3 separate regions of the Mus musculus genome follow, and regions 1 and 2 are each linked to region 3. Evidence: chromatin contacts called from public Hi-C and promoter capture Hi-C data. All regions are on one chromosome and are shown on one strand. Each heading gives the region's core, a stretch centred on a gene start, on an enhancer-like site or on the middle of the called end of the contact. The rest is flanking DNA. Distances are from core to core; before and after follow the strand shown. Region 1 holds the start of 4930546K05Rik (RIKEN cDNA 4930546K05 gene). Region 2 has its middle 2.4 kb from the start of Gm26272. Region 3 holds the start of Sc5d (sterol-C5-desaturase).

Region 1 (3,935 bases), core at 199-2,698, 55 kb after region 3:
TTCCCATTTGATTTGACACCAGCAGAGACTTTCTGTCTTCTTAGCTAACATCTTTCTGGAGACATAAAGAAAAGCAACTACTTCTATGTACAAGATTTGTTCTCCTCCCATCTTCAGGTTTATAGGCTGCACAGACAGGAAGCAGAAAGAAAGAAAGAAAAAAAAAAAACCAAACCAGTCAGCTAACAAGCCATCGATCACTATCCAGGATAATGGATGCTCGCTCTCTACAGTACATTTGCTTTTCGGCTGTTTATCTCCCAGCACTGCTGATCCATGCCTCTCTCTCACCTTGTGAAAATAGATACAGAGATAAACTGTTGCTTCTGGACTGAGCAAAATTAATTTGCCTACAGGGAAAATGGACCTAACACCAGGACTTCAAAGAACAAGTTAAGGTAGGCCACTAACTCACAAAGCTCAGACAAAGTCCAAATCCTCTGTTGCTAGTGCAGAAACCAGAGGCAGGTCTACAGAAAAACAAAAGAATTTCATTATAAAGTGGCAAACAGGATGCGTCTGGAAACAAGGGCCGGAGGCAGGAGAGTAGAAGCAGAAGGAGAGAGTCTGCTTCTGACTCATCTCTGTGTCTATCTTTGTAACTCGCCTCTTTTCTATCTGAAGACCTGATCTGTAACTGGCTCACAAATTCACACGTTAGTGGTCCAGCCGTCAGGCTCTGTTCCCTGAGAAGGGACTCTGATCCCATCTTGCTCTTCGGCAGTAGGTATAGGAGGGTGAAGGGAGGCCAGTAGTGGGTGGCCATGCAGAGATATGGCTGTAAGTGGTAGTGTAAGGGAAAGTGGGCCAGCCAAACAAACAGCGCCAAGTATGTGGTTCATTCAACTATGGTTCTAGAATGGTACTTTCACAAGCTGCTTGAATGAACCACATGGATGTGACAGGGGTGCCAAGAGAGGAGTGGAAAGATACCACAAAGTGACTCATTCCATGTTCTCGTTCGGTGAGATGACAAAGTCCCAGAGCTAAGAGACCTGTTTACTTAGAATCACCCTCCTGGCTGCTCAGGCCCTTGGGATAAGTTCTTTATTTGGGCAAACCTCTCAGTCTTTTAAGCAGTTAGGCTCCTGCTAACACCAAGAGCTACCATATTGGTAAGTTTTCTTGTTGCTGCAACAAAGTTACCGAAAAAGCAAGGTGAAGGGTTTCTTCTGAATAACAGTTTCAGGCAGGTCTATCACGCTGTCTATCATGCTGGAGGAACCTGGTGGTCATGGTGACCAGATTGTAGATCCAGTGTGGAAGCAGAGACAGGTGAACGCTGATGAGCAGCTAGCTAGCTCCCCACTTCTATAGGACTCCAGGAAATGGAACTGCCTGCATCTACGGGGAAACTTGCTACCTCAACCTAATCTATTACAATCCCCCCCTCCCCCGACACACCTAGAAGTGTGTTTCCATGGTGATTCTAGATCTAGTTAAGTCAACAAAACCTCTCAGCCTCAGTGCTCACTGAAAATGTGTCAAGAAGAGCCCCTAACTGGGCCCTATGACTGGAGCTGAAGGTGGGTTAGAGACAGGAAATGGTTCTTCTGACTCAAAAGATGATTGCTTCCAGGGGTAGATTAATTTCCAAATGCTTCCTAACTATGTCTTTCTAGAAACTACAGTACCTAGTATAAGCATTCAATTTATTATATAAAATGATCTGCATTCAGATCCTGGCCTCATACTAACGAGAGGTTGTTTACCTTTCTAACCCATAGCTTTCTTATCTGTGATGGGCTCTAATGCTCACCTCCCCACAGAACTGCTATGTAGTATGCTATGATTCGCATGTGCAATGTCTTCCCCAGGCCCACTTCTCTAAGCAGCAGAACTATTGTGGAAGACTGTGGAACCTTAGAGGGTGGAGCCAAACTTCAGGAAGTGAGTCACTTGGAGTGGGCCTTTGAAGGTTAGGCCTGGCTTGTTCTACCATGAGTTCTGCCTTCTAATCCTCCCGGATGTGGAGAGCCCCACCACATGCTCCCACCGACACAGACTGAGCGTTTCTTCCTTGGCTTCCCCACTGTGGGGCGCTAAAACTCTCAGGAATCCTGAGCTCAAGCAAACCTTGCCTTCCTTGGGCAGTTTCTGTCCAGTATCACAGTCACAGCAGTGCAACAGTCACTGACATGGAGAAAATGAGACCTCAGCACAGTGTCTGGCTCCACACTCACCGGTAGCTGCCTAATGGCTTCCCTGAAGCCCAGTCATTCATTTCTTCTCTGACTCTACTTTCTGAGGTAGAGAGGGTACCCCAGAACACAAATCCCCAAAGCTGACGCACAGTCGTGTTTAGAAGAAGATACCCCTCACATCAACACTAGGTTTAAGAAGAACATTTGCTTCTAAGGTTGGCTCCCTGTAACTGGAGCCACCATGAAGTCCTATCATCATGTACCACCTGTGACAATGACCTCTACAGACAAGCTATGGAGACATATATATACATATGCACATATATGCACATAAACATATACACACACATACACATACAGTTACATATAAACATATAGCCACATATACATGTATATACACATATACACATAAACATATATACACATACACACATACATATGCATATACAGTTACATATCCAAATATAGCCATATATACATATAGATGCACATGCACATATACACACCTATACAGACACATATATACACATAAACATACACACATATGTATATACATACACACATAAACACACATGCATATACACACATATACACATATATACATACATACACACATATACACATAAACATATACATACATATATACATACATATACATATTGCATAAGGCTAGGGAAGACATTTAGGAGGCTCTTGAAGGAAAATATAGGAAAGCAAAATATTATTAGCATTCTAGTAAATCAATCACAGATGGTCTTCAAAATTAATACAAAAGCAGACTGCTCATTTTCAGTGAGTGCCCACCTTTTTAAAAATAACCTGAAAGTGTCCCGAGACCACCATCCACAAGAGTGAGCAGATACCCACCAGTTCAGCTGAAATTGTAAAAGAGAAAAAGAAAGAACAGAAACGGGTCTTTATTCTTTCCCTTGTGCTTGACAACAGAGTTGATGAAATCGCAGATGATGATCTCCTGGGATGTGGACTGTGGGTCCTTCTCCATCCCTGGAAATGCAGCTGGTCCGTGTGGCTGTTCTGTACTCAGAGGAAAGCTGTGTACTCAGATCCAGGGTGCCACTGTCACCCGAAGACCCCTGAGCCACCTTCCCAATCCTGCCTCCTGTAACCAGTGGCTCTTTCCACTAGAATTCTGTTTATGGTATAATTAATGAAAGCTAATGGCCCTTGCAGATACTTTGCCAGAGAGCCCCAAATTTAAACTCACACTGCTGATTAAGATGGGCTCTTCTCGTCTACTCTTCAGTGCCCAGCTCTGTAAAGCATTTTTAAAGCTTATAGGGCCTCCGAGAGCATCCTCAGTTATTAATCTCAGCATCAGCTCATTCTCTCTCAACCAATACTCCTTTAGAAAGCACACCGAAGGCCAAGCAAGGGGAAAGAGAGCCACTCTGTGTTCTCTTTCTTTATGGAGCAGGCTTCATGCCTGCTTCCTCCTACAGGGAGAAGTCAGCTGAGAGCTGCTGGCTGCATTGCCTAGGCCCCAAGTGTGTGCCTGCTCAGCTTCTAACACACAGTTAAAAATCATGGCTCATGCTTCACAAACATAAATATTTCAAAACCTCTTGCCTTGTAGCCTGCCAGATGGCTGTATCTCACACTTCCAATGTGACAGACTCCAAAAACCTCAAGGACTCAAGTTTGGGCTGGGGTTTATGATCCTGCAGTGGGGGTTAAGGGGGTGGACAGGGAATACAGCAGAGATCTGTCCAAATTAGAAAGAAAAACAAGTGGAAAAAAGCCTTGCGTCATTTGAGTAGAAGAATCTGCTCT
Region 2 (4,112 bases), core at 1,539-4,038, 50 kb before region 3:
TGGGCATAGTGGGAGAGCTGTCCCTGGAGGTAAGTGATCTGGAAGGCTGGCCTGCAACTTGTCTGCCTTACAGTGACACCGGTGTTTCTCACCGGTGTGAGATGCATCCCTGCCACCCCTCGCAGCCCACAGCAGGCAGGAGATCCTGTCCCTTACCTGCTGCAGCCCTCGGGAGAGCAGGCCCTGCCTCTCACCTGGGAAGCACAGAAGAGTTGACATTGGATGTGGGGGTTTCGGGTGAGTCGGCCCCAAGGGCATGAGTTGGGAGAGTCTGCCCTGCCTCTTGTCTGTCGGCTGTGTGGTGGCATAGATGAGGGAGAGCTAGCCCCCATGGGGTCGTGAGGGCAGGAGAGCTGAACCTGACCCTCACCTACTGCAGCAGGTTGCAGAGCCTCCCCAAAGGATTAAGAGTGAGAGAGACAGTGGGTTAACCAGCTCAGGTACCTTTCAAGCCCAGGTCCAGGCCTTTGAACTGGCTCATCCCATCAACAAACTGCTGGAGTTTGCATGAAGGGACTCGGCCTCCAAATCCAAAACTACAAGATCTCCATGACACCGGTCAACAATAGGATATCCAAAAGGAGTCTCAGTGAGGTTCTTGTATTGGTAGAATAGCAGAAGTTAGAGGCTTCACACCAGACCAACAAGTCATTAGAATGAATATTTTCAAGGAAAGAAGTGTGAACAAAAGGGTATACTGTGGACACACTGCAACACACTACAGTTTCCACAGTGAGATTTTTTTTTCTCGGTTGAGGAGGAGGTTGCAAGAATGGAGGATGGGTATGGGGGAAGGAGGAGATGATTGGAACTGGGGTGCATGATATGAAATTCACCACGAAACAAAATAAAAATAAAAATCTTACTAGGCAAGGTAGCACCTGCTCATATCAAATTACTTGGAAGGTTGAGGCAGGAGGTTTGCCATGAGTTCAAGGCCAGTCTGTGGCTAAAGAGCAAGATTTTTTAAAAAATTCTTTGTGAGTTTTACAACATACACTCTAATCCTACTTATCTTCCTGCCCCCCCCATATCTACCCTTTACCCTTGCAATCTCCCCCAAAAGAAAACAAAAAATTAAAATAAAATAAATAAAAATAATCTCTCCATGGAAGTTGCAGTGTGTGGAAGTTGCCCAACAGCTTCACTTACAAATGTTCATAGCAGTGAGTCACTGGACTGGTTCACATTCCAGCAGATCACAACTGGCGAATATGTTGGGGCAAGCCAACTCAAAGCCCTGGATTGGGCCTGAGTTGCAGCTGAGTTGGTCAGCCCAGCTTATGCCAACCAGGCCAGCTCTCCTACCCCAGTATGGGGAGGGGCCAGCTCACCCTACTTCTATATCTGGCAAGGAGCCAGTCAGTTCTCCCGCTCTCACACCCTCAGGACCAGTTCTCTAGCTTCCTTGTTACCAGGGCCAGCTCTACTGTGTTGCACAGGCACAGGAGGGCTGCAGCCTGCAAGTGGGTATGTGCAAGGGTCAGGGTGTGTGTGTGTGTGTGTGTGTGTGTGTGTCGAGCCCAGCTCTCCTGCTCTCATGCCCTCAATCCATTCTCCCATTCATGCCACCCGGGCCAGATGTACAGAGCTGGCCAGGGAAAGGATGAGGCCAGCTCCCCCTCAATCCAGAGAGAGAGAGAGAGAGAGAGAGAGAGAGAGAGAGAGAGAGAGAGAGAGCAAGAGAGAGAGAGGGGGGTTTGTCTCAACTTATGATAGCCCGCCAAAGTAAATATCAGCATAAAAAGTTATTAAAGGATTACATTTCAAATAATTGTATATAATACATAGAAGGGAAAGTGGTTTATACACTGTTTGAAAACTATGAAATATCCAGGTATTCTCCAAGCATTCCATAAATACTATAAAAATTAAAACATTTTCTAATGTTAATGCTATTTTAGCTTAGGAATGTGATTTTTAACTTATTACGCTGTTTTGTCAAACATTTACAAGTAATCAAAGAAAATGTCCAATTATTTACAGAATTGTAACTAATTTATAGTTTTGCTGTAAAATATTTCCCATTCATAAAAGAGTCCACACACAATCTAAAGAACTGTAATAGACAGGCCGTTCATAATGGTCCTGTCAGAGTTTGCATATCACACGCCTCTCCAAGGGGTTCCTGTGCTGAAAGTTTAGTCCCAGCTGGTTGATTGACGGTTGGAACATCCAATCAAGGAGGGTGATTAAATCATGGTGGCTCTGACAACCAATAGACAAGCTACTTGATGACATCACTGCCAGGAGGTGGCGGAGCAGAAGTTAGAGTGGTTTAATGAAGGCCATGCTCTGGTGGGATAAGCCATGTCCCTCACCCCTGCTTCTCTCTGTGTGTGCTTCTTGTCCACTCTCACACAAGCAACATCACTCTCTCTTTCCTTTCTCACCACAATCTGAAACTTTTAAACCCATGAGCCAAAAGAGGAAAAAACAAATCTTTCCCTCTCTTAAATTGTTTCTCTTGGGTATCATCACAGTGGTGACTTACATGTGCCAAATACGGAGCTATAAGACAGGGCAACTCGCAGCTCCTTGAAAGCCTAACCCAAATCAGGCTTAAGCACTCAGGGTTCCTCGTGGACACTTTGTCTCACTGTCATTCGCTTGTCTATCTTTATGACTTGAACAGCCCTGTGCATTTCCTGAGCAATCCATTGTCTTCTTTGTTAGCACTGTACGTGCACACAGACTTAAACTTTTCACTCATCCTTATCACCCTGAGAAGTATCCAGGGTGCTGTGTGTAGCGCTGGTTCATCCGTTTGAATCATTGCTTAATAGCTCATTGCAGAAGTAAGCCACAGTTTGCTACATTGTGGCATATGAGCACTTTCTCCCACACAATGCTACTATGTACCTTTTTCTTTCTATTTCCTGGTGTGCAAACCTAAATATTTCTGTGATGTGCGAACCTAAATATTTCTGTGACATAAGGGAACTGCTGACTGTTTCTTCATATCTCAATGCACTTGATTCTGCTTCTATGTTGCCTTGCCTACATCTAGTTTTACAAAGCCATTTTCCCCCAAGTCTGTTGTGTCTGAAACTACATTTTAAGGTTTTAATGTAAAGGGAGAGAGAGAAATGGTTCAGCAGTTAAGAGCATGCATCCTTCTTGCAGAGGACCTGATTTCAGTGCCCAAAAAGCCTATTAGGTGGCTTGCAACTGCTTAACGCCAGCTCCAGGGGATCTGGTGCCCTCTTCTGGCCTTCAGGAACACAAGCGTTCATATGGAGAAAATTTAAAAAAAAAACAAACAAACAAAAGGTCTAAACTTTCATTCCTGTTGAGGCCAATTTTCAGTACATGAGTTCCTGTACCGGTTTTTACTGTCATCTGTTTGTGTCTGCTGTACATCTGTCTGATGAGTCATTTGTCCCTCTCTTATTGAGTCATATAATTCATTTATAGTCTGGAGTCTAATATCTATACTTACATACACTGAAAATGCATTTCCCCATCTTGAGATCTATTTTTGTTCTCTTTCTAGGATTTTAAATAGAACACAAATTCTTAATTTTAATATAGGTGATTTAATCCATCAATAATTAGTAATGTTCCACTGTATATGTTTTTTAAAAAATCATTTCCTACCCAAAATTTAGAAAGTAAAGCTATTCTCCTAAACCACTAGAATTGTGGTCTGTGTGAATTGAAATAAAATTCTATTTTTCTTAGCACTTGTGAAGCCTAAGCGTAGTTATGTGATAGCCTATCTTTCCTCCATTGAGGAACGTGTGGCGTTTTCTTGAACTCTGGTTTATCTATTGGCCTATTTACTCATGTCTTAAAACCACGGACTCAATTGCTATGGTTTTATAACACGTCTCAGTACATCGAAGAGCACATCTTTCCATTTGATTGCTTTGTTAAGATGTCTTAGATCGTCTTGGGTTTCTGCTTTTGCATACAGATTTTAAAATCGGCCCAAGTTCTCCCAAATCAAAACAAGCAACCAAAAGCTGTTAGAAATTTTTTATAAGAATCAAATTATATCTAAAGAGCCATTTTCAAATGGACACCTTTATAAAGCTAAATTCTTTGGCGAACATAGTATTTGTATCCGTTTTGAGTTTCAATTTCTTTTCAAATATGCTTCCTTTTGC
Region 3 (3,741 bases), core at 766-3,265:
CCTGGATCTGGAGTTAGAGATGTTTGTGAGTTGCCATGTGGATGCTGGGAAATCTAACCAGGTCCTCTGGAAGAGCAGTCAGTGTTCTTCATCACTGAGCCATCTCTCTAGCCCCGTCTTGTTTATTAATTCAATAGAATGACAACCATCCCAGGAATATCAGAAGATGAAGTGTCAGAAAATGATGAGACGTGCTCAGAAACTGAGTTGGCTTTCATCTGTATTCTAGTATTGGACCATACTTTATTTTATAAACAGAGAGGAGGCTCCTGGCTGTCGAGGAACAACTTGCTTATAGAAGGAATCAGAGTGGAGTCACCCGGTTGCTTCTCCTTTACATCTACACTTCTAGAAATTGCCCAGATGGTGTCAATTTTGGGGATGGGAGAGGAGACCTTGGGAAGTACTACAGTGGAAGCCCCAGGAGAAAGCTGATGACCAGACCCACTAAAGCAGTGCAAAGCCTAGGCTCTCACTCCAGAGCTCACCTGTGGAACTCACACATACTCCTGTCTAGTTTCTCTTAGTGTGGTGGCTGGTTTTCACCACAACTTGCCACAAATCAGCAACGACTGACCAGAGAGCCGCATGGTCCTCATCGTCTCTGTTGATATCAAAGAAGCTACCTTAAGCGCGTGCAGCATTTCTGCCAATAGGCCCAGGAGCAGAGTAGAGAGAGTATGATATCCCTTTAGCTTGCTTGGTCTTCCATCTTCCCCTGGCAGCTGAGCTTGCTTGCTGCTGCTGTCTTTGGTGAAACCCAAACTATTATTTCCAAACTTCCATTGTTGGCTGAAGGCCAGGGACTCTCCAGGTATACAGGAACTGCTGTGGCACTGAGCCTGGTAGACAGACGCTCTACCAGGCTGTTCATTTTTCCAATGTGAGACAGCCATTATAGGACTACTCTGGCTGGCAAGGTAACCAGCCTCGTGGATGGAACAGCTACTAGGGGTTTAGTTCTTCTGGGGTGAGACAACTGTTATTACTTTAAGCTAGTTTCATAAATTTTTTATGTATGTATTCATCTTATCAGTTCTGTTCCTCCAGAGAACACTGGCAAACACACTTTGTTAAGTGTAATTTATAGAGTCATTTTGGACTAGGCTTTTGCCTCAGAGCTCTGGAAGATCAGATCTGGCCAGAACTGTCTCTCATGCTCAATATATCACTTAATCAAACTGGCTTTTGAAATGCCTGGCTCCTTCTAACCAAAACAAAAAAACAAAACAAAACTAATCAATTGGTAGGACCCTGATACCAGAAACAGACGACAGGTCAATCCTCTCTGAAGTAACTCTGAAGTACTAGTCTTTTGGGCCTTTCTTCTTCTTAGGTTCTTTTCATTTTGGCCAATACTGCTGATCCCTACTGCTCACCTTAGGGAGCTCTTGTATTTTATAGAATGGGCTGCTGTCTACATTCCCGAGTCATAATTAGCCAATTTGATCTTTAAGTTCACCTCCCCCACCCCTATCTTTACCTATGTAAACCAGTTGGGCCAGATCATAACCTCTTTCTCTATTTTTATCGCTATTAATAATTGCTTTTTAAATTTACTCTGCTACACATAACTTTCGATTTACATATTTTAACGCTGCATAAGAGGACTTGCAGGGAAGTGACAAATAACTGCGGATTGATGAACGTTTGAGTCACAAAAATGGGACAAAAGACTCCACCATTAACATCAAAGGAAGCGTCATTAATCCTACTTCAGGCTGTCATTTTGCATTCATCCCGGGTCCTTTGCACGATTCTAGTCAACTTTCTGGGCGGGAAGAAAGTGGGAAGGAAAGCAAGCTTCGTCCGCCCCGTAGCAGCATCATGAAGCGCCTGGATAGTCCCGGCAGAGTGCTGGACCTGGTTCGGGGGTGCGGGGAGGCGTGGGGAGCGCGGGACGCCTACGCGGCGACCACGTGACCGCCGCGACCGCGCCGGTCCAGGTCGCGCGATCCGCCGTCACATCAGCTTATTGCGCCGGCTGCTGATTGGCCGGCTGCCTGCACATGGGCGGGGCTCTGCTGAGCGGGCGGTGTCTCGGGCGCTCTGGCTCGTACTCTCCGCTGGCTGTAAAGCCGCGGCTGACGGAGCTGCTGGGCCTGGCAGGTAGGTTCCGTGCGCTGGCAGCTGGACAGCCGCGAGTGGGAGGACCCGCGGGCGGTCGCGAGGATCCCCGGGTGCCCGGCGCCGGTACGGCATCCGCCGCACCCGTGTGGCCGTCCCTGCTAAAGCGCAGGTGGCATGGGGGGGTGGGGGTGGGGGTGGGGGTCTGGCCTGGCGGACACCTTGGTCCCCGGGGCCTGCGATGGGGATAAGGTTATATGGGAGCGGGGAAGGACCCTGGCCCGGTAAAGCTGGGTCCCTGCCAGTGCTAGAGGTTGCCTGCCTACTGTGAACCCCACATCCAGGGTGAGGTGGGAAAAGCTGGTGATTTGCTTTGCCACCGGCACTTCCTGGAGAAGGTACCAGGTTGCGAACCAGCGTCCGATTGAGGCCTAGGGAGGGTGGTGGGCCGTCACTCCCTGCCTTTCTGAAGACCATACGCTGTAGCGTGCACACTTTAAGCATCGTTAAGAAGTCACTCATACTGGCATCCCTTCTTATTGCCGAGTAAATTGGGAGGTGGTACAAGTGGAAACAATATCTCGGCGGCAGCGAAGTTATTTGACTATTTTGTGTTAGTTGAGTTTGCATTTTCATTAGTTGTGTTAAAGTGCTTACCTTCTGACCCTTACTGTCTTACGGACTTTTGCATTCATCCTGTAATATAATGAACGTGGAGAACTCAGAATTCCCCATCTGTATTTGTGACTCTAGGGAAGTAATGCTGTGTAGAACTTTTTGTGTAGGCTTTACACATCGACTGCTCCTTACAGAACAAAGCTGTTTAAGGCATTGCGCCTTCACTGTCCTGTTTATTAAGATTATACGCGGACACACGTTATAGACTTGTGAGAATTAGATGGGAGAATCTCTCCATCACTCCTCCAGATGTGTAAAGGCCGGATGAGAGGTACTGCAGAGCATCCAAGAGCTTTGGAGACTGAAGCAGGAGAATGCAAGTTCCAGGCCACATAGCCAAAGGGGGGAGGGGTGGAGTGCTTAAAATAATATGTAGTATTTTTTAAATATATAAATGGCTAGTTATTGTTCCTGTACTTTTTTCAGTTAAGAAAAATATAATAGTTTTAAGTCATTTAAGTATAATAGTGGATTTATATATGTTTACTTATTTATCTGATGCTGGGATAGGAACCAAGGCTTTGGACATACTACACCAAAGGAATATCCCTGAATTATACCCCAGGCCCATTTAATTGATAACCATGTTTTAAAGTCAAAAATTGTGGGTTTTTTTTCTGCCAAAGCAGTATACTATTTAACGTAAACTTACATTTCAAGCAATAATGCCTAATTATCTTAGAGTCCATGAGCTGTCTTTGACTTTAAGGGGTTGCACCTTTACAATTTACATACAATTTGGTATGGCCATGTGGGTGTTTCTCACTGTCTAGCACTTGATGCTGGTTGAATTGCTTTTTTTGAATTGTGAGTGGCATATATGATGGGGAAATGAGCACCTGACATTTAATGTAATTTAAGTTTTTCAGGATGAGAGAAAACATGTGTGGCTCATTCCATAAGCAACAGGCTAAGTTCCTTAGCAAACACCTCCCAGCTGTGGCCGATGCTGCAAACCTCTGGTTTCGGCTGTTTGGGAAGCTGTAGAGGGAGTGT

What was found. A called contact is a pair of places that touch in the nucleus more often than the background predicts. Capture Hi-C pulls out chosen DNA fragments and counts their contacts.
Region 1: a contact with region 3 is called in a promoter capture Hi-C map of pancreatic islet. The contact joins the promoter of 4930546K05Rik here to the promoter of Sc5d in region 3. A contact is called at or near these places in 5 of 484 Hi-C or Micro-C datasets (CD8 T cells, Th1 cells, liver and 1 more), 3 of 115 datasets of contacts at active chromatin or transcription factors (CD8 T cells, embryonic stem cells and intestinal crypt epithelium) and 2 of 9 other capture datasets (adipose tissue and pancreatic islet).
Region 2: a Hi-C map of peritoneal macrophages shows a contact between it and region 3, with 2.0 times the contacts expected there. The contact joins the enhancer-like site here to the promoter of Sc5d in region 3. A contact is called at or near these places in 6 of 484 Hi-C or Micro-C datasets (B cells, ECoMG-derived neutrophils, embryonic fibroblasts and 3 more), 3 of 115 datasets of contacts at active chromatin or transcription factors (CD8 T cells, the SCID.adh cell line and embryonic stem cells) and 2 of 9 other capture datasets (adipose tissue and pancreatic islet).

Annotation. Positions count from the first base shown.
Region 1 is chr9:42,206,744-42,210,678 of GRCm38.p6, reverse strand. It overlaps 4930546K05Rik (RIKEN cDNA 4930546K05 gene), which reads left to right and starts at 1,448. Exons shown (of 7, transcript NR_040754.1): 1 at 1,448-1,526.
Region 2 is chr9:42,313,242-42,317,353 of GRCm38.p6, reverse strand. No RefSeq gene overlaps it. Among named protein-coding and RNA genes, the nearest start is that of Gm26272, 2.4 kb to the left of the region's middle. Within about 2 kb of position 2,788, at least 23 of the 459 cell types and tissues checked have an H3K27ac peak or open chromatin away from gene starts, as enhancers often do. A contact at or near this core is called in peritoneal macrophages, where this site is marked.
Region 3 is chr9:42,262,574-42,266,314 of GRCm38.p6, reverse strand. It overlaps Sc5d (sterol-C5-desaturase), which reads left to right and starts at 2,015. Exons shown (of 6, transcript NM_172769.2): 1 at 2,015-2,109.